Linked DNA regions of Mus musculus: regions 2, 3, 4, 5 and 6 are each linked to region 1. The links are chromatin contacts, called in public HiChIP or PLAC-seq and promoter capture Hi-C maps. All regions are on one chromosome and are shown on one strand. The core of a region is the stretch at or near the end of the contact, and the rest is flanking DNA. Distances in the headings are between cores, read along the strand shown. Region 1 holds the start of Hsd11b2 (hydroxysteroid 11-beta dehydrogenase 2). Region 2 holds the start of Acd (adrenocortical dysplasia). Region 3 holds the start of Fhod1 (formin homology 2 domain containing 1). Region 4 holds the start of Tmem208 (transmembrane protein 208). Region 5 overlaps Ctcf (CCCTC-binding factor). Region 6 holds the start of Plekhg4 (pleckstrin homology domain containing, family G (with RhoGef domain) member 4).

The links. Promoter capture Hi-C pulls out the DNA fragments that hold promoters and counts their contacts. HiChIP or PLAC-seq counts read pairs in DNA pulled down with a chosen protein or histone mark. Capture Hi-C pulls out chosen DNA fragments and counts their contacts.
Region 2: a contact with region 1 is called in a promoter capture Hi-C map of pancreatic islet. The contact joins the promoter of Acd here to the promoter of Hsd11b2 in region 1. A contact is called at or near these places in 7 of 39 promoter capture datasets (cranial neural crest, embryonic stem cells, hematopoietic stem and progenitor cells and 2 more), 2 of 484 Hi-C or Micro-C datasets (embryonic stem cells and pancreatic cancer cells), 3 of 115 datasets of contacts at active chromatin or transcription factors (bone marrow-derived macrophages, memory CD8 T cells and pancreatic cancer cells) and 4 of 9 other capture datasets (adipose tissue, embryonic stem cells, liver and 1 more).
Region 3: an H3K4me3 HiChIP or PLAC-seq map of embryonic stem cells shows a contact between it and region 1, with 24 read pairs. The contact joins the promoter of Fhod1 here to the promoter of Hsd11b2 in region 1. A contact is called at or near these places in 9 of 39 promoter capture datasets (3T3-L1-derived adipocytes, the HPC-7 cell line, the SN4741 cell line and 6 more), 12 of 115 datasets of contacts at active chromatin or transcription factors (bone marrow-derived macrophages, double positive thymocytes, embryonic forebrain and 8 more) and 3 of 9 other capture datasets (adipose tissue, liver and pancreatic islet).
Region 4: a contact with region 1 is called in a promoter capture Hi-C map of hippocampal neurons, with 2.7 times the contacts expected there. The contact joins the promoter of Tmem208 here to the promoter of Hsd11b2 in region 1. A contact is called at or near these places in 7 of 39 promoter capture datasets (3T3-L1-derived adipocytes, embryonic stem cells, hippocampal neurons and 3 more), 3 of 115 datasets of contacts at active chromatin or transcription factors (bone marrow-derived macrophages, double positive thymocytes and embryonic stem cells) and 2 of 9 other capture datasets (adipose tissue and pancreatic islet).
Region 5: a promoter capture Hi-C map of trophoblast stem cells shows a contact between it and region 1, with 3 times the contacts expected there. The contact joins the enhancer-like site here to the promoter of Hsd11b2 in region 1. A contact is called at or near these places in 5 of 39 promoter capture datasets (cranial neural crest, fetal liver, liver and 2 more), 2 of 484 Hi-C or Micro-C datasets (embryonic stem cells and nephron progenitors), 2 of 115 datasets of contacts at active chromatin or transcription factors (embryonic stem cells and memory CD8 T cells) and 3 of 9 other capture datasets (adipose tissue, embryonic stem cells and pancreatic islet).
Region 6: a promoter capture Hi-C map of pancreatic islet shows a contact between it and region 1. The contact joins the promoter of Plekhg4 here to the promoter of Hsd11b2 in region 1. A contact is called at or near these places in 6 of 39 promoter capture datasets (the HPC-7 cell line, cranial neural crest, embryonic stem cells and 3 more), 1 of 484 Hi-C or Micro-C datasets (muscle stem cells), 2 of 115 datasets of contacts at active chromatin or transcription factors (bone marrow-derived macrophages and pancreatic cancer cells) and 3 of 9 other capture datasets (adipose tissue, liver and pancreatic islet).

What each region holds. Positions count from the first base shown.
Region 1 is chr8:105,516,597-105,520,121 of GRCm38.p6, reverse strand. It overlaps Hsd11b2 (hydroxysteroid 11-beta dehydrogenase 2), which reads right to left and starts at 1,376. Exons shown (of 5, transcript NM_008289.2): 1 at 993-1,376. The coding sequence starts at 1,257.
Region 2 is chr8:105,699,331-105,702,907 of GRCm38.p6, reverse strand. It overlaps Acd (adrenocortical dysplasia), which reads left to right and starts at 1,680. Exons shown (of 11, transcript NM_001012638.2): 1 at 1,680-1,988; 2 at 2,069-2,205; 3 at 2,368-2,461; 4 at 2,550-2,626; 5 at 2,860-2,904; 6 at 3,013-3,047; 7 at 3,178-3,329; 8 at 3,417-3,513. The coding sequence starts at 1,890. It overlaps Pard6a (par-6 family cell polarity regulator alpha), which reads right to left and starts at 1,261. Exons shown (of 3, transcript NM_019695.3): 1 at 1,105-1,261; 2 at 512-734; 3 at 1-300. The coding sequence starts at 1,167.
Region 3 is chr8:105,346,578-105,349,742 of GRCm38.p6, reverse strand. Fhod1 (formin homology 2 domain containing 1) reads left to right here and starts at 1,773. Exons shown (of 22, transcript NM_177699.4): 1 at 1,773-2,090. The coding sequence starts at 1,890. It overlaps Slc9a5 (solute carrier family 9 (sodium/hydrogen exchanger), member 5), which reads right to left and starts at 1,485. Exons shown (of 16, transcript NM_001081332.1): 1 at 171-1,485. The coding sequence starts at 366. It overlaps Gm46049 (a long non-coding RNA gene), which reads right to left. Exons shown (of 4, transcript XR_003947441.1): 3 at 2,905-3,165; 4 at 2,087-2,668.
Region 4 is chr8:105,325,093-105,328,230 of GRCm38.p6, reverse strand. Tmem208 (transmembrane protein 208) reads right to left here and starts at 1,854. Exons shown (of 6, transcript NM_025486.3): 1 at 1,757-1,854; 2 at 1,085-1,180; 3 at 2-61. The coding sequence starts at 1,762. It overlaps Lrrc29 (leucine rich repeat containing 29), which reads left to right and starts at 1,963. Exons shown (of 7, transcript NM_001368408.1): 1 at 1,963-2,004. The coding sequence starts at 1,981.
Region 5 is chr8:105,673,284-105,676,413 of GRCm38.p6, reverse strand. It overlaps Ctcf (CCCTC-binding factor), which reads right to left. Exons shown (of 12, transcript NM_181322.3): 8 at 1,385-1,545; 9 at 236-418. Among named protein-coding and RNA genes, the nearest start is that of Gm33578, 11 kb to the left of the region's middle. Within about 2 kb of position 1,738, at least 7 of the 459 cell types and tissues checked have an H3K27ac peak or open chromatin away from gene starts, as enhancers often do. A contact at or near this core is called in trophoblast stem cells, where this site is marked.
Region 6 is chr8:105,371,574-105,375,075 of GRCm38.p6, reverse strand. Plekhg4 (pleckstrin homology domain containing, family G (with RhoGef domain) member 4) reads right to left here and starts at 1,804. Exons shown (of 23, transcript NM_001364406.1): 1 at 1,214-1,804; 2 at 177-323. The coding sequence starts at 1,257.

The DNA.
Region 1 (3,525 bases), core at 127-2,626:
TGCTTATTTCTTTCTGTCTTAAACCTTTGTCTCACGCCCTTTCTAGGATCCAAGACACCTTTCAGATTCCACCTGTCACTACCCAACTCCCTCCAAGGTCCAGTTCAAGGATTTCCTCCTAAAGTCTCCCGGCCCTATCCTATCATGCAGACCACCCATAAAGGACCAAGACCTCCAAGAAGCCATGGTGGTTGGGGGAGAAACAGCTGCCCCTCCCCCCATGCAATGGACCAATGCCCCCTGGCCTTCCTCCCCCTCCCCATTTCCTGCTGGGTCTGCAGCCCCCCTCCCCTCCCCTTCCCTCCTGATGACAGATTTATTCCCTGCTCCAGACAAAGAAAGCACAGGCAGGCACTAGAGACACCTGAGTCCAGCTCTCTGAGGACCCTTTCCTGGGCACCCAGGGCTGGGCAGGATGAGGTGTTAGGTGTAGACTGCAGGCGGCTGCAGTTTTGGCAGTGGGTAGCTGGATCTAAGAAGCAGCTACTCTCCAGCTGCTGTGAACTCAGGCGGTTCTGAACTCCAAGGATTCCAGCCAGAGGAGGTCGGGGAGCAGAACTCACCATCTAAGCACTCTGCCCCCAGAGAATAGCAGATACTGTGTTCTAGTGATGTGGGGGATGTCAGGCAGAGTTCAAGAGATGGCATTATCCCCGTCTCGGGTCTTCTGAAGTCCCCTAAAGTACTGTCTTCTGCTCCACACCTGATCTCTTAAGGAGCTCAGCATAAACTAAGTTTCTCCTCTTTCAGTCACTAGTTTCCTTTGAGCACCTGCCCACTCTCTACTTTCTCACCAATAATCCTCGCGGTCGCAGGTAGTTAACCCAGACTTGGTGAGGTGCCCGGAGCTTCCTACTTGGCTCACTTTCTTGCGTTTAGAGAAGGACTCTTACGTCTGAGCTGCGGAGTTCCCCTTGATGGCGCCCAAGGGAAACCCTCTAGGTGTGCGGTCCCGCCCTCCAGCCTGGAGTCCCTGCGCTCTGCACACTCACCGGTGATGAGCACCGCGCGAGTGGCCACCGGCAGGCGAGGAGGGCGCGCTAGGCGGGACAACGCGATCCAGCCAGCACCAGCCAGCACCACGAGTGCCGCCGGCGGGGGCAGCAGGCGCTGGCACAGCCAGTCGAGAGCAGCCAGCAGGGCCAGTGCCGCCAACAACGGGCGGCCCAGACGCAGGTCTGAGCGCAGCAGCTGCAGCAGCGCGCGGGCAGCCACCAGCAGCCAGGCGCCGCCCGACGGCCAAGGCCAGCGCTCCATGACTTCGGGGCCGGGCTGGGGCGGGGCGGGGGCCTGGTTGGGGAGCGCCGAGAGGGACTCGAGGCTAGGACACGGAATGCAGAGGAACACCGGCCTGGGGTGGGAGGGATACTCGCTTTCTTTGCGGGGTCCTCGGACCCAGCTTATAAAGCGCCCTGGGGGCGGGGTTGGGGCGGTGCGAAGGCGGGGCTAGGGTGGGGCTTTCCTCCACTTCTATCTTAGCACCCCACGCCAGGCAGGTGCCCCCCCGCCCAGCCCCCCTGTCTAGATCCGTTTTCGAAGAAGCCGGAACAAAGTCCCCAAGTTGCATGAGGCGGAGCCGTCAGTCGCCAGCTTCGCCCGGGAAAGGGCCAGTCTGCCCAACCCTGTGCCTTACATCTCATTCACTCCTGTGCGCCTATTGGCATGCCAAGGACTCTGAGCCTCCGAGCTCAGGAGTGCACATCCTGCTCACGCTTCCTCAGGGATACTTAACACACACATACCACCAACATCAGCACCACCACCACCAACTTTCATTCAAGTATTCCACATTGCTGTGGCTGTGACTGCCATGACTTCCAGAACACTGCATGGAAGCAGCCAGAGTCTGCTGCCAGCCACACCCGCCCCCGCATGCAGTGCCAGGCATGGCCTTAGGTCCCTGGTACACACGCCCAAATGTGCACTCTCACCTGGGTAGTTCTCAGCCACAGCTAGGAGAGAAGGGGGGTTCTGTTTCACTTCATTTTCTTCCATAGTCTAGAACTGGGGATGGAGGGAGAGGAAGGAGGAGGAGGAGAGAGACATACATACAGAGAGACAGAAACACACAGAGAAAGACAGAGATGGAAAGGTCAATGAAGGCATCAAGGTCTCCTTTTTTCTTTAGCTTCATCTACCCCCTCCCCAGGAACCAGTTAATGGGAAGACCTGGGAGAAGGGTCAGGACAGGGTGGTCCCTGATCTGCTACACTGAGTCCCCAGGGGATGAATTAAGTAGTGTGTGGGTGCATTTCCCTCCCTGTGTGTATGAAGGTCCTTGTTTGTGTGTGGCCTGGCACCCTGCGCCACCCCCGTGTCTGGCAACCTGTGCCTAACATGCATGCCAGGGCTCTGGCAGGCACTGGGGGTTAAGTGCAGAGCGAGGAGCAAAGCCGAGCTGTGGAGATCCCTACGTCTGTGAACCCCCAGACCTTCCCCCCTTGACACACACACCTCCCCATTCCTCATCTCTATCCTTTCTAGGTCCTGAGAGGGTCATAGATTCCTTATCACAGCTCTCTGTCCTGCGGTTCATTCTCTTCCCTGTATCCAGAATCCGGTCCAGTGTTTCATGTAAACACTCAAAGCCCTCCCTTCCATCCGGGTGTGGGTTCCTGAAGAGCCAGTGAACTCTTCGGGAAGGAGCTGGTGTCCAGACTCTCTTGAGAGGAAGAACTCTGCATGAAGACCCCTGTTCCCCACTCAGAGTCACTCCTCTGTCCCCACTCAGAGTCACTCGTGTGTTTCCATCCACCCATCCTCTGTCTATAAATATGGACAATGGTGGAACCCTGGCCTGGGTGTCAGGACTTGCCTGAGTAAGCTGTGTGTCCCTGACCTTGGGTGTGTGGCTTTGAGTTCTTTTATATCTGTGTCTATGGGGTTCTATGCCCTGTGTCATGTATGACCTTATGTGTGCTTGCACATAAGTGTGTATGTGCTACGTGTGCTTCCTATAGCTTCTGTCTCCTCTTCTTGCTTCTAGGAACTCAGAGAAACAATCCTTTTCTAAACCCACTGACTCCGGTTGTTCTGAGTCAATTGTCCAGGTCAAGAAATGAATGACATGCCTTGCTTTAACTAAGTTATCCTCCTTAGAATCCAGCTACAGTTTTTCCAGCCTCAGCCACTTTAAGTACTTTCCCTAAGGTAGGAAAAAGAGAGAGAGAGAGAGAGAGAGAGAGAGAGAGAGAAAGCAGAGTCCTAGGGGGAATAGTCAAGCTTCCCCCGCCACACACACACACCAGTTCTCAGAGCAAGAAATAGACACAAGAGAGCAAGGTGGGGAGAATGGGAAGCAGGGCTCTACCCTAGTCCCATGAAGTACCTGGGGAAACCCAGGACAGGGAGAGAGGGAGACTGGCTGAGAGTAGATGGGTGGAGGGAATTGTCTTTGAGTAGGATGCTTCTAGAACAAATACTTCTTCAGGTGGAACTTTTCCAAGTCTTGATGAGATTGGTTTACCTGCCACACTTACATGACACCCCTTTCCTGAGAACCCCATTTTCTAAGTCAGGAGACCA
Region 2 (3,577 bases), core at 431-2,930, 180 kb before region 1:
GGGAGATGAAGATACCTGGAACCCGCTCCAGGCCCTGGGGAGCCACGCGAACACTCATGCCATCTCGAATGTAGAAGCCCAGGGGACGGTCTGAACCATGTTTGTGCAGCCTCACTCGTCGGTGGGTCTCAGGTAGTAGGTCCACATCTATAACTGAAGACACCTGGCGGAAATCTTGGGGCAAGCTGATTAACAAGGGTGGCCTGGTGCGCAGAGGTGCCACTGGTCGTAGCAGGAGCCCTTTCTTGCGCCTTTGTAGAGAGTTGGAGGCAAAAGCCAGGCCACTCGAGTCACCTTCTGCTGCAGGAGAGGGGGGGGGACTAAGATTAGAGACTTCTCCCAATTGGGCCTGTGATAGGGACAATGTCAACTGTTTTCCTGCTACTTGGAGGTCAGACCAAGGGCAGAGGCTACAGAACATAAAGCCTGGGGGCCCTGGGTATGATCTACCCTGATATACCTGTCCTATCACCCTAACCCAAGAAAGCTGCCCACTGTACCCCATCCTCACCCCGTTTCTGAACCAAGAGGCGCAGAGGTGGGGGCCCGCTGGCCAGGGCCCGGTGCAAACTGTCATCGTTGGTGAGGGGCAGCAAGTCACCGTGAGCATCCGTATAGCCAAGCAGGACGTCCAGGCCAGGGATCTGGTGTACCACACACAGCAATCGCGAGAACTCCTGAAAGCCTCTCACCGAAGTGCGGGGTAGTGCAAAGCGTCGGAACTCGGCGTCAAACTGGAGGCGGGAGGGAAAGGGAACGGAGTGTCAGGACATCCCAAGCCCCTTTCTCACCACAGCACTGAGGCTGTCAGGAGAGGGAAAGGTTGCTGGAACAGCTGCAGCCTTAGGCTTAAACCTCAGCTCCAGTACAAGGGACACTGTCCAAGGTCTTTCCCTTGCTCTCCACATACCCAGGCCACAGAGGGACTCTGGAAGTCCGTAGTGGGAGGGAGGATGCGATGAGGGGAGGCAGACAGAAAAGCAGAATAGGACGGAGGATGGAGGACAGAAAGAGGTGATGGAGAGCCAAGGAACTAATAAGGGAGAGAAAGGGAATTAGGAGCCCTAGCGCAGTGGCTAGAGCCGAGACCAGAGAAGCCCTTACTTTGCTCTTCACCTCGACGATGCTATCGGGACTGCGCGCCGGAGTCCTCTGCGGCCTGGCCATTGCAGGGCCTGGCGGGCGGGGGACAGTGCCCCACAGCAGCCCGCCGAGGCGCAGGTGCACAGCCCGGCCCGCTGGCCCGAGCCGCCCCGCCCCTGGCGGTAGCACTCGCCCCGCCCTCCCACCCAAACCATGACGTCAAGGGGGACGCGACACCGAGAAACGTGGAGTCTACGTTTCCTAGGAAACGGAGACGGAGGCAGAGAGGGCTTTCTCTGTTCTTACGTCATTACGCTATGGTTCGAGCGTCCCAAAAAGGACTCGACCAATCCGAAGGCAGAATGAGGGAACAAACATTTATTAAGTTGTCCGTGCTGTCATTTTCATTTTGTAAAGGAAACTACGGCAACATTTTAGGAAAATTCTGGAGGTCTTACACAGAGCCAAAGTGGCTTCAGGCCCCATTCTCTGCTGCAGCCTCCTAACCTGGATCGCTCTCATCCAATCTAGTCCTTGCCTTTTCCTTTCCGGCTCTAGAGTTGTACTGAGGAACAGCTCACGGGCTCAGAGAGATGCCCCGGTAAGAATAAACTGTCATCAGCCAGCAGCTAGGTCAGTCAGCAGGACCCGGGAAGAGCTTGCGCAGGCGCAGAACCGCGAGGGGGGCGGAGTCTCAAACTTAGGATCCGCCTGGCGGTCACGTGCTTCCTCTCCCGCTAGAGGCGGAGCGGCGGTGCTCGCGGGAAGACCCTTTCCTGGGGGTCGCCCAGGGTGCCGCCCTGCTAATGTCCGATTCAGGGTTGCTGGCCCTACAGCCCTGGATTCGAGAGCTGATCCTAGGTTCAGAAACACTGTCAAGTCCACGAACCGGGCAGCTGCTCAAGGTAAGCAGGTCGCTCAGATCCCAGAGACCCGGGTAGAGAAGGCGGGAGTGAATTGACACTAGCCACTACTGTTGTGTTAGGTACTCCAGGACTCGGAGACTCCCGGCCCTTCTTCCGCCCCTGACACACCTGACACCGGGGCCGTGTTACTTGTGTCAGACGGAACCCACAGTGTCCGATGCGTGGTGACGCGCAACGCCATCGACACCTCCGACTGGTAAGAGAAGTGCTACTTGTCAGCGGAAGGTGGGAGGCCAGCTGGCTAGTGGGGCATTGAACCTGAAGTGGGCGGGTACTGGAGAAGTGGGGAAAGCTCATTCCCCAGGCGTATGGGGGTTTGTGCCTGTGCTCTGGACAATGAGGGCTGTGCTCGCCGCAGGGAGGAGAAGGAGCTCGGATTCCGCGGGACCGAGGGCCGGCTCCTGCTACTGCAGGCCTGCGGGCTCCGCGTTCAGGTGGCTCAGGACCATGCGGTGAGTGGTAAGGCTCACTTGGGCGGGTTGGTTACTGTACCTAGCTCTTTGTCACCACTCCTGAGACACCACTCCCCAACTCCTCCAGCCTGCGGAGTTCTACCTCCAGGTGGATCGCTTTAACCTGCTGCCCACGGAGCAGCCCCGGATACAGGTGACTGGTTGGTAAGTGGTCCCTTTAAGGGAAGGGGATGTAGCTCAGTGGCAGACTACAGGCTTCGCATGGCTGAAGTCCTGAGGGCTTCAGTCTAAATCTCTCCATATTCCTCTCCCCAAAACAAAACAGTTAAATGAAGCTTCCACCTTTTGTCTCTTCACGCGCACTTGGCATAGATCTTCAGGTGAGAGGGATGGGCATCAATAACCCTGATCACCTACCACCCTCCTCTTTCTCCCAGCAATCAGGATTCAGATGTGCAGAGAAAACTCAATGAGTGTCTTGAGTAAGTTTGGGGTTGGGCCCTGAGGCTGTGCGCGGTATGGTCACGGGTGGCAGAGCTGGGTAGATTGGCATCAGAGCTGTCCCTGAGAAGTCTTCACTGTTTCTCTAGGGACCACCTCTCAGAGTCTGCTTCTTCCAGTGCAGGTACTGGTAGGGGTTTCCCCGGTAACCCTACCTAACTCCCTCTGTGGTTCCTCAGTAAGTCACTGAAATCTCTCACTTACCCTTCCTTCTTGTTGCAACTTCAATCCTTCGGCTAAAATGCTGGCCCCAGGCCTAACCCTGTCCCAGCTTCTGGATGAGGTGAGGGAGGACCAGGATCATCGGGGAGCCCTAGTGTGTCTAGCTAAGAGCTGCCTGGTGCTGAAAGGTCCTTGTACAACCACCCCCCTCACCGACTGGATCACCTCTGGCTCCCAGGCCTTGGTCAGTGCTGGGCTTTTTCTGGGAGGTTTCAGAGGGAGGGTTAGGCAACTGCCATGCTGAGCTCTCTCCCTCTCTCGTGTCCCGCAGGGAAAAGCTGTGTTCACTGTGTCTGGCTCATTGCTGCACATCCCTGAGGGTGAGGAGCAGATTTTGAGTTCTACAGGCTCCAGTCAGAAGGCTCGGGGTAAGAACTGAATGGGGACAGGGGGGTGGGGGGGGCTCAGAGCCCACCACAGTACTGATGATTC
Region 3 (3,165 bases), core at 524-3,023, 170 kb after region 1:
ATTTGTGGAATTGGAGCCTAAGTCCCCGCACAATGCAAGACGCAAATCTGGAGACCTAGGGGCTTGGGGGCGGGTCCTCTGCGGGCCGCTAGCCTGGCGTGCGGGCGCGCGAACACACACACACACACACACACACACACACACACACACACACACACACACACACTCACCGATTTTGGCTAAGCTGGCCACCAGGATCCACAGGGCCACCAGGTAGGGCGCCTCCACCTCGTGCCACTGCCAGCGGAAGAGCGCCAAGCCTGGAGGAGGCTCACCCAACGGCCCGGACTCCTGGGTGGGTTCTTCTGTGGCCCCCGCCCCCGCCAGGGGCAACCCGGGCAGAAGAAGCAGTGCGGCGCTCAGCATCTTGCTGTCCTCCGGGCACTGCACGGCCGCCGGCCCCGCGTCGCTGCCGCCGCCGCCGCCGCCGCTGCCGCCGCCTACCCGGCGCCCCCGCGTCACAGGCACGTGGGGCTCACTCCCCCCAATCCGAGCTCCGATACCCCCAGGCCAGGTCCGGACCCCGAGACCCTGCCCAGGATCCTAGCAGTTAGGATCCCCTCCTCCATCTCTTCTAGGTTAATCTCATCTCCGGAAATTCCCCAGCATAACCCTCCTAACCCCTCGAGTCCTGAAACCCACTCTTTCGAGTGTGCTCTCCTAAACCGCCTCTCCTCCGGATTCAGAAAGGTGACCAGCCACCGCGTCCCGGAGCACCAAGAAGGACGGGGGTCTCGGGAAGCAGAGACAAGCGCAGCTACTGCAGAACACCGCCCAGCAGCGGGCCACCCGTCCCAGGTGCTCAGGCTGCGGGTCCCAGTGCTAAGCTGAGAAAACCGCAGGGGGCGGTGCGCTGCCGCCTTCCAGCACGATCTCCAAAACCTGGGACCCCCCTACCGGACCACAGCTGCGCACGCGCACTGGGCACACCCAGAAAGCCTAATGGACAACGGTGCTCTCAACGTACCCAGAAACCTCAAGGCCGGGACGGACCCGGCTCTTTCCAGGCTGAAAAGCTGGCTATTCCTCATCTCTCCAGAGCCCAGAGGCGCCGCCTTCCCTTTCCTTCAAACTACAGGGAACTGTTTGCCTATTCCATGGATCTGAGAGGACCTTATGGAATTCCCTTTAAATTAGGAACAACTTGGGGCATTTGACTCATCTCGCCCCAAACCGAAGAATGTCTCCACTTTTCATTCATCACCCAAGCCGAAAAAACATGTGCTACCTGCCTCCTCACAGTGACTCATCCCATTCTTTTTCGAGAAAGAGCACCCGTCCTCTTTTTTTTTGCCCCCACAGCTAAAGGGGACTGAATCCACCTCTTCTTTCAAATATAAAATCTATTTCCACTTCTTATTCCACATTGAAAGAGATTCTTCTTACTGCTTTCCCCAAATGAGAGAAATGCTTTCATTTGTCTTTCAAGCTAGCAATTAGTCCCATCTCGTCCCTTGAGAGTGGCCCAGCTACCCAGATTATCCGAAGAGATTTACCCCCCCCCCCCCATCTGCCCTAAAAATCCTTACAAAGATCCGCTGCAGCCTCGCCCATACCAAATCTAAAGAAAGTCTCCCCGCCCTCTGCTCTGAGGCGGAGCGGGAGCTCGGGTTTTCCCGCCCTCCTAGCAATGGAACTAACGGGATCACCAGCTCTCTGAGTGGCTGGCCCAAGCGCCGCCTCCGGCGGTGGTTAACCCCGAGCGCGCGCTCGCCGCTCAGTCTTGGCTCCACCCCCTTCCTTGGTCCTACCTTCATCTGGCTCCGCCCCTCGAGCCGCGAGCGTCCGGCCCAGCCTGGCCCGGCCCTAACAGCAAAGTTTAGTCGAGTTGAAGTTGCAGCATTTGCAGGGGACACAAGAGGCGTCCAGCGGTAGCCGGTGGCAGAGCCATGGCGGGCGAGGAAGAGCGCGGGGATGGGGACCCAGTATCCGTGGTAACTGTGAGAGTGCAGTACCTGGAAGACACCGACCCTTTCGCTTGTGCCAACTTCCCGGAACCACGCCGGGCCCCCACCTGCAGCCTGGACGGGGCTCTGCCCCTGAGTGCGCAGATCCCTGCTCTGCACCGACTCCTGGGGGCGCCTCTTAAGGTGAGGGGCGCTGCGGAGGTTGAGGTGGGCGGTGGACAGACAGTGCTTCTAGGAGAGAGATCGTCACGGGCGGGTGCTCGCCTCCAGAAAAGTCTCCGGCCGGGGTCCTAAGGTCTATGCTCCTCTGCCTACAGGGGGAGACTCAAGTTGAGGGGACAGTATAGAAGCCAAATGAGAGTTTGTGATTTGTTCCACTCGGGCTTCCCTTGAAAGTTAGGCCCTCCTGAAGAGGTGCTTGGAGTCCCCTCGCTGCCTCTTTGCCAGGGTTGCTGCTGTGGTTGTAGCGGATTGGGGAAGTGGAGTTGGGAAGGGACAGACTTCCACCTGCTCCAGGTAGTCGGGGGCGGGGCCCCAAAGAGGGGCGGGTTTAGGGAGCAATCATAGAAGGGATCGAGGCTACCGGCTGGGTTGGGTCCTTGGAATACAGTCTCTCCAGCGCTGTTGAAGACTGGAGTCCCAGCCAGGATGAGAGGAGTCCCTTGGAAGCGGCCGTGCGCTCATGGGAGGCTGCCCGGGTGGGAAAGCCCTTTGCGTCACCGCCCCCATGGTCCCTTAGGCCCGCCGCTGGTGGCCTACGCCTGGAAGGGAGGGGGTGGATCAGTCTAATTTTAAACCGCTGGCCTACCCTAGTTGCCGACGTTCCTAGGCCGACTTTGCTCAGTTAGAGAGGCATTTTTCCGTATGTCCAGCAGGACCACCCCTCCCCTCCTGCTGGCCTCCCCTCCACCTCCCCGCAGGCATCCCTTTCCGGCTTGCTTTTTCCGGGCCAGGACTCCCAGAGGCATACACACTACCACCCCCCAGGGTTCCTGACCTGCGGGTTAGCTGGGAGCTGTGAGGGAGATGGGAGGGAGTTGATGGGGTGCCACAATTGGGCGCGGGGTTGCGTAAACATGGCCCTTAGCCCCGGGGTCTCCCCTGGAATGTGCCCTAGGCTCCAGGCCTCTAAACTGCATTCCTCGCGTTGCAGCCAGCCCTGCCTCCAAGTGCAGTCAGGAGGGGGTCGGCGAAACTTGGCCTGGGGAGTGGCCAGTGGCCAGGCAGAGCCCCAGCTCTTTAAGACCACAGCTGGAAG
Region 4 (3,138 bases), core at 605-3,104, 190 kb after region 1:
CCCAGGCCCAGAATGAGGCAGAGGAATAGAAGAAGACCAAGGTTACAAGGCAGTAGATGGCCTGCAAGCACACAAACACGATCAGGTTAGGGCTGAAGGCCAGCCCCCCACCCCGCAAATTATGGGCTTTCCTCAACTCTGACCGAGAACTGGGCCAGACTAGGAGGAAGAAACCTGGTGGTGGAAGACCTCTGCTTTCTGAGTCAGATAGCGCTTAGACTCATATCTGTCCAGGAAGAGTAGCCTTAGTATAACATGTATAAGCTTGGTATGGCCTCAGTATAACAAATCTCAGCTGGGACTTTTTATTTATTTATTGTTGTTTTGCTTTGTTTCCCCTTCATTTCTTCATGTTTTGCTTCTATGTCTAGTTCATATTTCTTCTGTGCCTGGCTACTTTTTTTTTTTAAATGGTTTAAAATTAAAATACATTTTACATGTATGAGTGTTTTTGCCTGCAATGTATCTATGTGCACCATGTGCCTGACGCTGTGCCTGGTACCATAGAGGTCACAAGAGGGCATTGGATCCACTCAATGAGAAGGTTTCGAGCTACCATGTGGTGCCCCTGGAGTGGAACCGAGGTCCTCTGTAAGAGCGACAAGTGCTCTGACCACTCAGTCCCTGGATACTTTGGGGGGAGGAGGGCAGTGTTTGCTGGCGATGCTGGCAGAGCCTAGCCAAGGGCTCCACCACGGCGCTACACCTGCTCTCACTCTCTCGAATGAGACTTCAGTCTTTCTGTGGGGCTCTGGTTACCACTCAACACTCTGACCTCAGTCTTCCAAATAGCTAGAAATACAGTTATATGCCACTATGGCCAGCTTCACTTATTAACCCCATCACCCCTTTTTATTTTTATTTTTAATTTTTTTTTTTGAGATAGGATTTCTTTGTTACTCAAAGCTAACTTCAAACCGCCCATCTTTCTGCCTGAGCCTCCCTGGTGCAGGGATTACAGGCTGGTGTCTGCCTGGCTTCATTTCTTTACAACGTTCTCTTTTGGAGCCTTGGCTGTCATTTGCCAGCGCTCCTAATCAGATAGGAATGAGAGGGCAGAGAAAGCACAAGGCAAGCAACTTACGTTGGCTCCCAGTATGATCCGAAGGTAAAACTTGAGAGTTTCTTTGTTCTCTTCAAATATCTGTTTCTTCCCTCTGGTACCCACTTTTCCTTTGGGCTGCGGAGGGTTGGTGAGATGCTGTCAGAGCTGTTTTGCCTCAGTCCTCCTCACTCCCTGTACCAGCCTGGTTACCTGCAGCTTTATCTACCCCGCAGCCAAGTCCTTAGCGTGCTTTGTCAACCCTAGCAATCCCTGAGATACCGACCACTCCTCTAGTCCATCTTCCTAATATAGTTAGGACACCGACTTTACTGTACCCCCAGTTATGATCGCCTAATGCTCACCCCAAAACAATTCAAATTACGTTAGTATCTTCTTTGGCTTTCCTCGTAAGGTTCAGCTTTGGGTTGAGATCCTCTCCGGGAAAACTCCAGCGGAACTTAATGGCGTCCCTCTGGGGTAGTGGTTTAGATCTGGAACTGGCAACTACCCTCGCCCGCGCCCGCCCTAGCCTCCAACACTAGTCCTGGTGTAGTCCTGCACGGCCACTCTCCCCGCATCCCGTTCGGTCTAGCACAGTCCATTGGGTGGCGCCCCTCTCTGGCCCAGTGCCTTATGCCTTCGAGCCCTTCTGTTTTTACTTTCCCAACATCGGGAAAGCTTTGCCGGTGCAGACCACGCCTTGTCCCTTACCGCCATGGTGCGCAGCAGACACCCAGCCACTGAAACAAGGGCGAGTAACTGGAACTGCAGTCAGTAGACACCACATCGGCAGCACATGCACTTCCGGTAAAGAGCGCAATCGTTCGCTCCTGGGCGGAAGTGGATTTCATTTCCTTCCGAAGCCCCGCCCCCTGAGTCGGTGGGACTACACTTCCCAGAAAACCTTGCGTGGGGGCGGAGACGGCAGAACTGCGATGGCGGACTCGCTGCCTCTGGAGGTGAGAGGAAGCGAGCGGTCCTTCAGGCCTTGGTCGGGGACAGGCCCCGCCTTCGGGGTCCCGAGCTTTGGGGAAAGGCTATCTGACAGCTCGCCCGGCACCTCCCGCCAGGCGGAAACGAGCCGCCCGGCGGATCCCACGACCTGAAAACTCTGGGTAACGGTCCTCTTTGGGGCCACTTCGACCCCTTCGGTTGGGATACCATTCCCTCTTTACCCATTGGCCCCAGAAGATGGCTGCTCTGTCACCTCAATGAGGACGGACTCACTGCCCATCCCTTTCCCTTGAGATGGCCGTTCCCTCCCCCTCAGTTCTAGAAGATGTCCGCTCCACCGTCCCTGAAGGGTAATCAATTTTATCCCCATTGGCCCCTTGGAATGGTCGTTCCATTTCCTCCACCCCTCCCCCACCGTCCTCGCAGTTGGAAATAGACTGCTCCCGCCCCCTAGTTCTGGGGACCATACCCAATGTCCTTAATGTAAGACAAGCCTGCTCCTCATTCTAGACCCCTAGTGATGGCTGCCCCTGTATTATTCAACCCCATGGGGTGTTTGTTCCTTTAGCCAGGGGCAAGGAGATACAGATGCAGGCTTTGTGTCTTGCACCTTTTTTGAAATGGCTTCTCTATCCATTTTGCCCTGAGGGTTGGCAACCCCCTCTCGTTGCCCTAGGAAGTCAGGCCTTTTCCCTTGAGTCGTGACATCCTATTCCCTTTTGGCCCCAGAAGGTATCTATTCATCCCTGTAAACCCCATGGGTTACCAGTAGTAGTAATCTTTTGGGGTGCTCTCATGGGATGACCACTCCACCCCTATCTCTACTCCTCTAGTGCTAGAAAGGCATTTCTCAGGATAATGAATTATGTATGATCCTTTCCATTAAGACATGTTGTCCTTTAGCATGGCTCCCAGGGTTGATCATTCAGAAGATAGGTCAGCCACTCTCTTAGTCCAGTCTTCCCTCTTAGCCCCCTAGGGATGGGGGCTTAGTCATCCCAGTCCCATCCATACTCTTCCTCATGTCTCTCCTCTCTGGTCCTAGTCATTTTCCTCTGAATAGTAATCTCCTTTATCCCCCACCCCTTCCCTGAGCAAACCTTTGGTGAAAGTAGAGGCAAAGGACTATCTTTAGTCCA
Region 5 (3,130 bases), core at 489-2,988, 160 kb before region 1:
GTTGCAGATCCCTTTAGCTCCTTGGGTACTTTCTCTAGCTCCTCCATTGGAGGCCCTGTGATCCATCCAATAGCTGACTGTGAACATCCACTTCTGTGTTCGCTAGGCCCCCAGGAATAACTTTTCAAATGGCAAAAGTATCCCTACATTTATTACTCCAGTGGCCACAACTCCATTCTGTAACTGAAGATCAAGTGTGTGCTATTAAGAGCCATAACAGGAGCCTGAGCCTTACCCGGCGGGTGAATGTTTTCCCACACTTGGAACAGACAAAGGCAGCAGGGACAAAGTTGGGATCATGATAGCGCTTGAAATGCATGTCGAGGAGCTGTTTCTGGCGGAAGGTCTTGTCGCAGTGGCTGCAGGCATAAGGCTTCTCCCCCGTGTGAGTGCGCTTGTGCATGATCATGTGCCGCTCCTGAAACAGAACTGCTTGTCAGAAAGGCCTCCGAGAGTCACAGGGCTATCATCCTTAAGGGTTAACAATGTTTGCTGTGATGGTAACAGTCTTTTCATAGGGAAGCCAAAGTTGTCCCTAAAACCCCAGCAGAGAAAGCTGCTCACTCCAGTGTAAGAATCATTTTGGGGCCAGACTCTTCTCTCAAGTCTTGGACTGAATGCCCTTGGGATTTTTTTGGTTTGCTTTTATTCCAGGCATAGTCTCATGTAGCCAAGGCTGGACTCTAATTCACTATATAGTCAAGAATGACTGCCGGGCGGTGGTGGCGTACACCTTTAATCCCACCACAGAGGCAGGCGAATCTCTGAGTTCAAGGCCAGCCTGGTCTACAAAGTGAGTTCCAGGCCAGCCAGGTCCATATAGTGAAACCCTGTCTCAAACAAAAACAAAAAAAAAAAAATATCAATTGTGACCAATGTATATGTATATGGAGACCCAGATTCAAATGATAAAGAGTAGCATCTATGATTCCTTATACTTGTCTGAAAAATCTTCTTAGAAAGAGTTACTAGGTTGGGTGTGGTAGCACACACCTTTAATCCCAGCACTCAGGAAGCAATAGTCAGATGGATCTCTAAATTTTTTTTTTTTAAAGATTTATTTATTTTTATTATATGTAAGTACACTGTAGCTGTCTTCAGACACTCCAGAAGAGAGAGTCAGATCTCATTACGGATGGTTGTGAGCCACCATGTGGTTGCTGGGATTTGAACTTCAGACCTTCGGAAGAGCAGTTGGGTGCTCTTACCCACTGAGCCATCTCACCAGCCCGGATCTCTAAATTTAAGGCCACCCTAATGTACAAAGAGATTACACAAAGAAACCATATCTCAATTAAAAAAAAAAAAAAAAGAACCACCATACTAGTCATGATACTTGACATGGATAGAGCATCAATGGCTTTTTAACTAACACAGCACCTACCTGTCTACAAGCATAATCACACTGGTCACACTTGAAGCGCTTCTCATTTTTGTGTGATTTTTGATGCTGGATGAGAGCATATCGCTCATGAAACACAGCATCACAGTAGCGACATTTTTTGCCCTGTTCAATATAGGAATGCTGCTTTCGCAAGTGGACACCTGCAAACAAAATATAAAGCCAAGCTGAACTTGGAAAAATCACAAGTTAAATATTTCAATAAATTAGTACTATATTTAATTTACTTCTTAAGAACATGAGATCAGAAGTAAAACCTTTGGTTAGTAGGTGAGAGCCTGAGTCAGACCCTAGTGCTGTTTCGGCCCCACCCTTCTCCTTCTCCATCCAACAGTAACAACAGATGGGGAGATAACAGGTCAAAGATGGAAGCCTGAGGCCTGCACTGGACCCGGAAGCAATCGTAAGTGCTGAGGAATCCAGGAAGTGAGAGCAATGGAGCAATGGAGGTCAGAGACTAAATGTGAGGAAAGGCGAAGAGTAACGTGGGTGCTGGACATAACACCCAGTGAAGACAAAGCCACGTACTGAGGTGAGGAGTAGTGGAAAGGGATTAAGGCCAAGCTGTGTCTGTTCTGGCAGGGAAGTGTAGGTCATTCCAGACCTATAGTCTGACAGATACTGAATCCCAAACAATGACATTAAAATAGGGATGGGAACAGAAAAGGATAGTCTGGTACTAAAACAGGAGTGGAACCAGGGAGTTGATGAGGTCACTAAGACAAAAGGCCAAGAGTAAGAACTCGTATGGCCAGGCTTGTTTCACTGTTGAGTCAGGGTCTCTATGATTCAAATAGCTTACAATGTAGACCAGGCTGGCCTAGAACTCACAGATAACTGCCTAACCATCTTCTGAATGCTGGGATTAGAAGCCTTCACCACCACACCCAGCCTGGGTTAGGCTAAGAGTCAGGGCCACTGAGAAGAGGGACCAGTTTTAAAAAGGGGGGCTAGGGGAGGAACTACCAAAGAGAGAAACCCAAGAGCACTTTAATCATGGAGGCCGAGGAAAAAAAAGTGCTTTACAGAGAGTGCAGTGCACCACTTGTTTGTTGGGGTAAGGCACTGTTAGGGAAGCATATAAAATGAGTGGAGTGTTTCAGCAAGGCCCTTTACTGGAGTGCCAGTAGATAGTGCAAATGAAAGGGATGATAAACACAGGGAAGGAAAGACTACAAGGGACAAAACTGTTCATTAGGGCTGGCTGGGAGGAAGGGAGTTAAACCTAGGGCTAGAGATGTAACTCAGTGAGAAACAGCTTACCTATCACACAACATGACCCAGATTTAATTTCCAGCAATATGGGATGGTATGGAGTGTGTATGAGTGTTGTGGGATACATTTGGAAAAACTCAAGTTATTTTAAAAATGTTTTTGTGGTACTAAAGATTGAATGCAGGGCCCTACACATACCAGGTAAGCACTTGAGCACTCAGCTTTGTCACCAGCCTTCTTTTTTAAAAAAACCTTTGAGACAGGGTCTCCCTACATGGGTAAAGGCATATCCTCTTGCCTCAGCTTCTTGAGTAGCTTGATAACTTGTCTATACCATGAGGCCTTATCCAAAATAGTTCTTTTGTGGATAGGAGAGAAAGGAGTACACCAACTTGAAAAGAAAGATCCAGGAGTACGAGAGTGAAGATAAACAAAATAATAATGAAAACCTGTCAGGAAAACAGAAAAGTGGGGCTGAGGGTGAAGGGACAAAGAACAGATAAAGAAAGTCAC
Region 6 (3,502 bases), core at 555-3,054, 150 kb after region 1:
CGCGCAGCTCTCCGCTCTAGCCCACCCTGCCAGGCCTTGGCCTAGGCGCCTGTCCCAGTGCTCCCGGCCCCACACGGGTCACCCGCACACTCACACCCCTGGGACGTGCAGTGGGGAACTCTGAAGCCGGGAGGCTACACCACCAGAGCCGTCGAACTAACGAAGAACAAACGCACCGCAGCCTCGAGGATGGGTACAGCGAGGCTGCCCAGATTCCAAGGGCGCCACCTTCTGGTGGCTCGAAGGGCCGCAAGGCCGCTGTGGACGCGGCGCTCTCTAGGGGCTGGAGGACCGAATCACAGGTTCTTCCGGAAGGCGCCGCTCTGCAAGGCCGAGGGTGCGGAGGAGAGCTGGGACCACGCCTACTGCCCCCTGCCTAGAGCATCCGCGCCCGCCGGCCGCTGGGTTCCTACTCTCAGTGCCTCGGAGACTTGGCGAGCCCTCCCTTGACTTCTCATTCTGCCGACCCCGGCAACATTCATTCCACTGTGCTCACTGTGCTCAGAGCTGGAACTGTCTGAAAGGGTGAGTGAGCCGTGGCTCTGCCGATGGAAAGAAGGCTCTTGCACGAAGCAAAGGACGCCCTTGTGGGAGGAGGGCAAGGCTCCTTTACCATTCCCGTGATGGGACATGGGAATACTTGCCCAGCTTCCATGTACAAGATGAGGACCACTCAAGCCCTCGTGGTCCTCAGAGCTGTCCCACCACCCACCACCACACACTCACACACACACACATGTGAGTCCATGATTAGGGGCCGTCTCCAGAGAGACTCCCTATGCCCTGGTAGCTGCGTGTGGATAATCTTCACGGATAGTGGGAGGGACCACCACTCCTCTGTAGCCTGAATCTCCCCTTCAGGTTCTCAGGCCCACCCACCACGGAACAGGTTGGATGGGCTGTGAGGTGTAACTCAGTAGCAGAGCCCTTGCCTGACTTGTGTGAGCCCCCAGGTTTAATTAATAAAACAAACAACAAAAAGACAGAGAAATAAATTAGAGATAAACGGTGACATCCCATGACTTGTTAAACCCGGAAGGTGAAGAGGGTAGGTAGCTATGTCTCTGGGTGGGAATTGACCCAGGCCTGCCAACATACATAAGGCTCAAACCCTCATTCCCTGAGTTCTTTTTCCCTATCCACAGAAAAGGGTGGCTAAGAAAGCTGGTGCCCTGGGGCCAGAGACCAGCTGAGATCTGGTTCCATCACTCACCTCTTGTGGGCTGTTCCAGGGACCCTTTTCTCTTTGCACCTCATCTTCCTCTCCTGTAAGACAAGAAAAGCATTCTTTTCTCCTGGGGTTGCCCGATGGACCAGGGAAATCCTGATGGATGGATCAGATATCTGTGTTCATGCCCTGCCTTCCCACTTCACCCTTCGTTAGGGAATCTTGAACTGATGAAAGACACTGGGATAGCTGGGAGACCCCTACTCGTTCTTAACTCTAAAGTCTGGGGTCCTTTTGGAGGAAGTGGGCCTGGCCTAACACTCTTGAATTTGTGGAAAGATCATAAGAAAAAGGTTATCTGTGCAACCAGACAAAGGCATGTAGCCCCCACACCATGGCCTTGGTCCCTGGGAGGAGAGGACACTGGACATAATGCCTTCCCTGGCTCTAAGTCAGGCGATTCCTTCATGAATCTAGTTATCAGCTGCAGCCATGGTAGAAACAACAGGCGTCCCCACCCATCTCTGACTCTAAGGCAGATTCTGAAGAGCAAGGGGCAAGGCTGGCCTTGGAGTTGTCCTTCTCCAGCCCCAGCTCCTAGGCATGTCTTCCATCTCTCCTTCCTCTAGCTTCAGTGAGCATCAGGTCCAGTCTTGGCTTCTGTCCTTGGTTCTTGTCCCAGGCCACCCCCACTGAGTCATTGCCCCTCCCTCCCTCTCTCCTTCCCTCCCTCCTGCTTCTGAGGCTCACCTCCACCCACTAGCCAGGCCCCCAGGAGCTGTAAGAAGATGGACTTCCCGGGAGGAACATAACCCTTCCCAGGGATGAAGCAAATAAGAGGCATCAGGTCTCAGGCCCTAACTGACCCAGGCCCTCTGAACACAGCAGGCGGTTGGGGGAGCGCAGGCACGCGTGCTGAGACAGAGGCAGAACTAGGCTGTGGTTTTCTCACTCCACACAGAATGTGCCCTGTAAGCAGGCAGACTGAATATTGTCCACTTTGATATTTCGAGCTCTGTATGTCAGGCCTGGCACAGAATAAATATTTAGGGGTATCTAAGACTAGTCACACCGCCCCTCCCGTCCTGAACTCTTCCCACGTGGGTGACGTGGAAACCAAGGTTAGAGAAAATGACTGACAGACAGACTCAGACAGAAGAGGCAGAGAGCTGTGAGGCACACGTATCTGGGATGGGAAAGGCATGGAACAGCAACAGGGACAGACACTGGCCCAGTGCGGGACAGTGGGGGGCTAGGCCTGGAGCCAACCTGGGGTGGCTGACCACAGCGGGCTTCCAGAGCTGAGCTTGCAAGTCTGAACAGTGACTCACGAAGGCCATCTCTGGTTCTGCTGGTTGCTGAATCTACTCAGAGAAGTCTTTTCCACTGAGATTGTAGAATGTGGACAGCCCCCCCCCCCACTCCGCCCTCCCCCCTCCCCAGCCCTCCCTACCTCTCTTTTCTTGACAACATCCATCCATAAGGAAAGAAAAGGGAAGAAAAGAAAAGAAAAGGCGACTCCTTAGCTTTGGAGATCTGGGGATACATTCCCTTAAGTCTGTGTATGACTTAAGTCCCTTAAGCCAGGACCACTGTAATCAGCAAAGCAACTGATTTCTCAAACCTCCCAGACCCCTCTCATCTTTGACCCAAATAAACCCAGGCTCCTGGGAGTGGCATTCAAGGCCACCAGGGGCATCACAGCCTTTTCTCTTAGGTCCCAGACTGCATGGGGAAACAGAGCTGACTAAAACCCTGTTGTCTCAGACCACCTTCTTTGACGTAGAACGGCCCTCATTGTGACCAAAGAGTGCATGCCTCTAATCTAGGGCTTGAGATGAAAGGGCTGGACGATACACAAGTTCAAGGCTAGCCAGGTCTAAAAAAAAGGGGAAAAAAAAAGTTCCAGACAAGACAGAGCTTCATAACAAGATCCTGTTGTTTTTTTAAGATGGAGGGAAGCTAGGGAGATAGCTTTGTGGATAGCATAAGGCCCTGTGTTTGATTCTCAGAACACTTTTTTTTTTTTAAGCTAAACATGCTGGCACACTTGTAATCCTAGCACTGGGGAGGCAGAGGCAGGCAGATCCTGGGCTAGCCAGCCCAGCCTAAATAGCAAGCTCTAGGCCTATGACATCTGGATCCCCCCTCTCCATTCATTCCAGGTAAGATAACCACCCTGTCATTTTTGTCCAATCAAGTGGCCAAACTTTTTTTTTTTTTTTTTGGTTTTTCGAGACAGGGTTCCTCTGTATAGCTCTGGCTATCCTGGAACTCACTTTGTAGACCAGGCTGGCCTTGAACTCAGAAATCTGCCTGCCTCTGCCTCCTAAG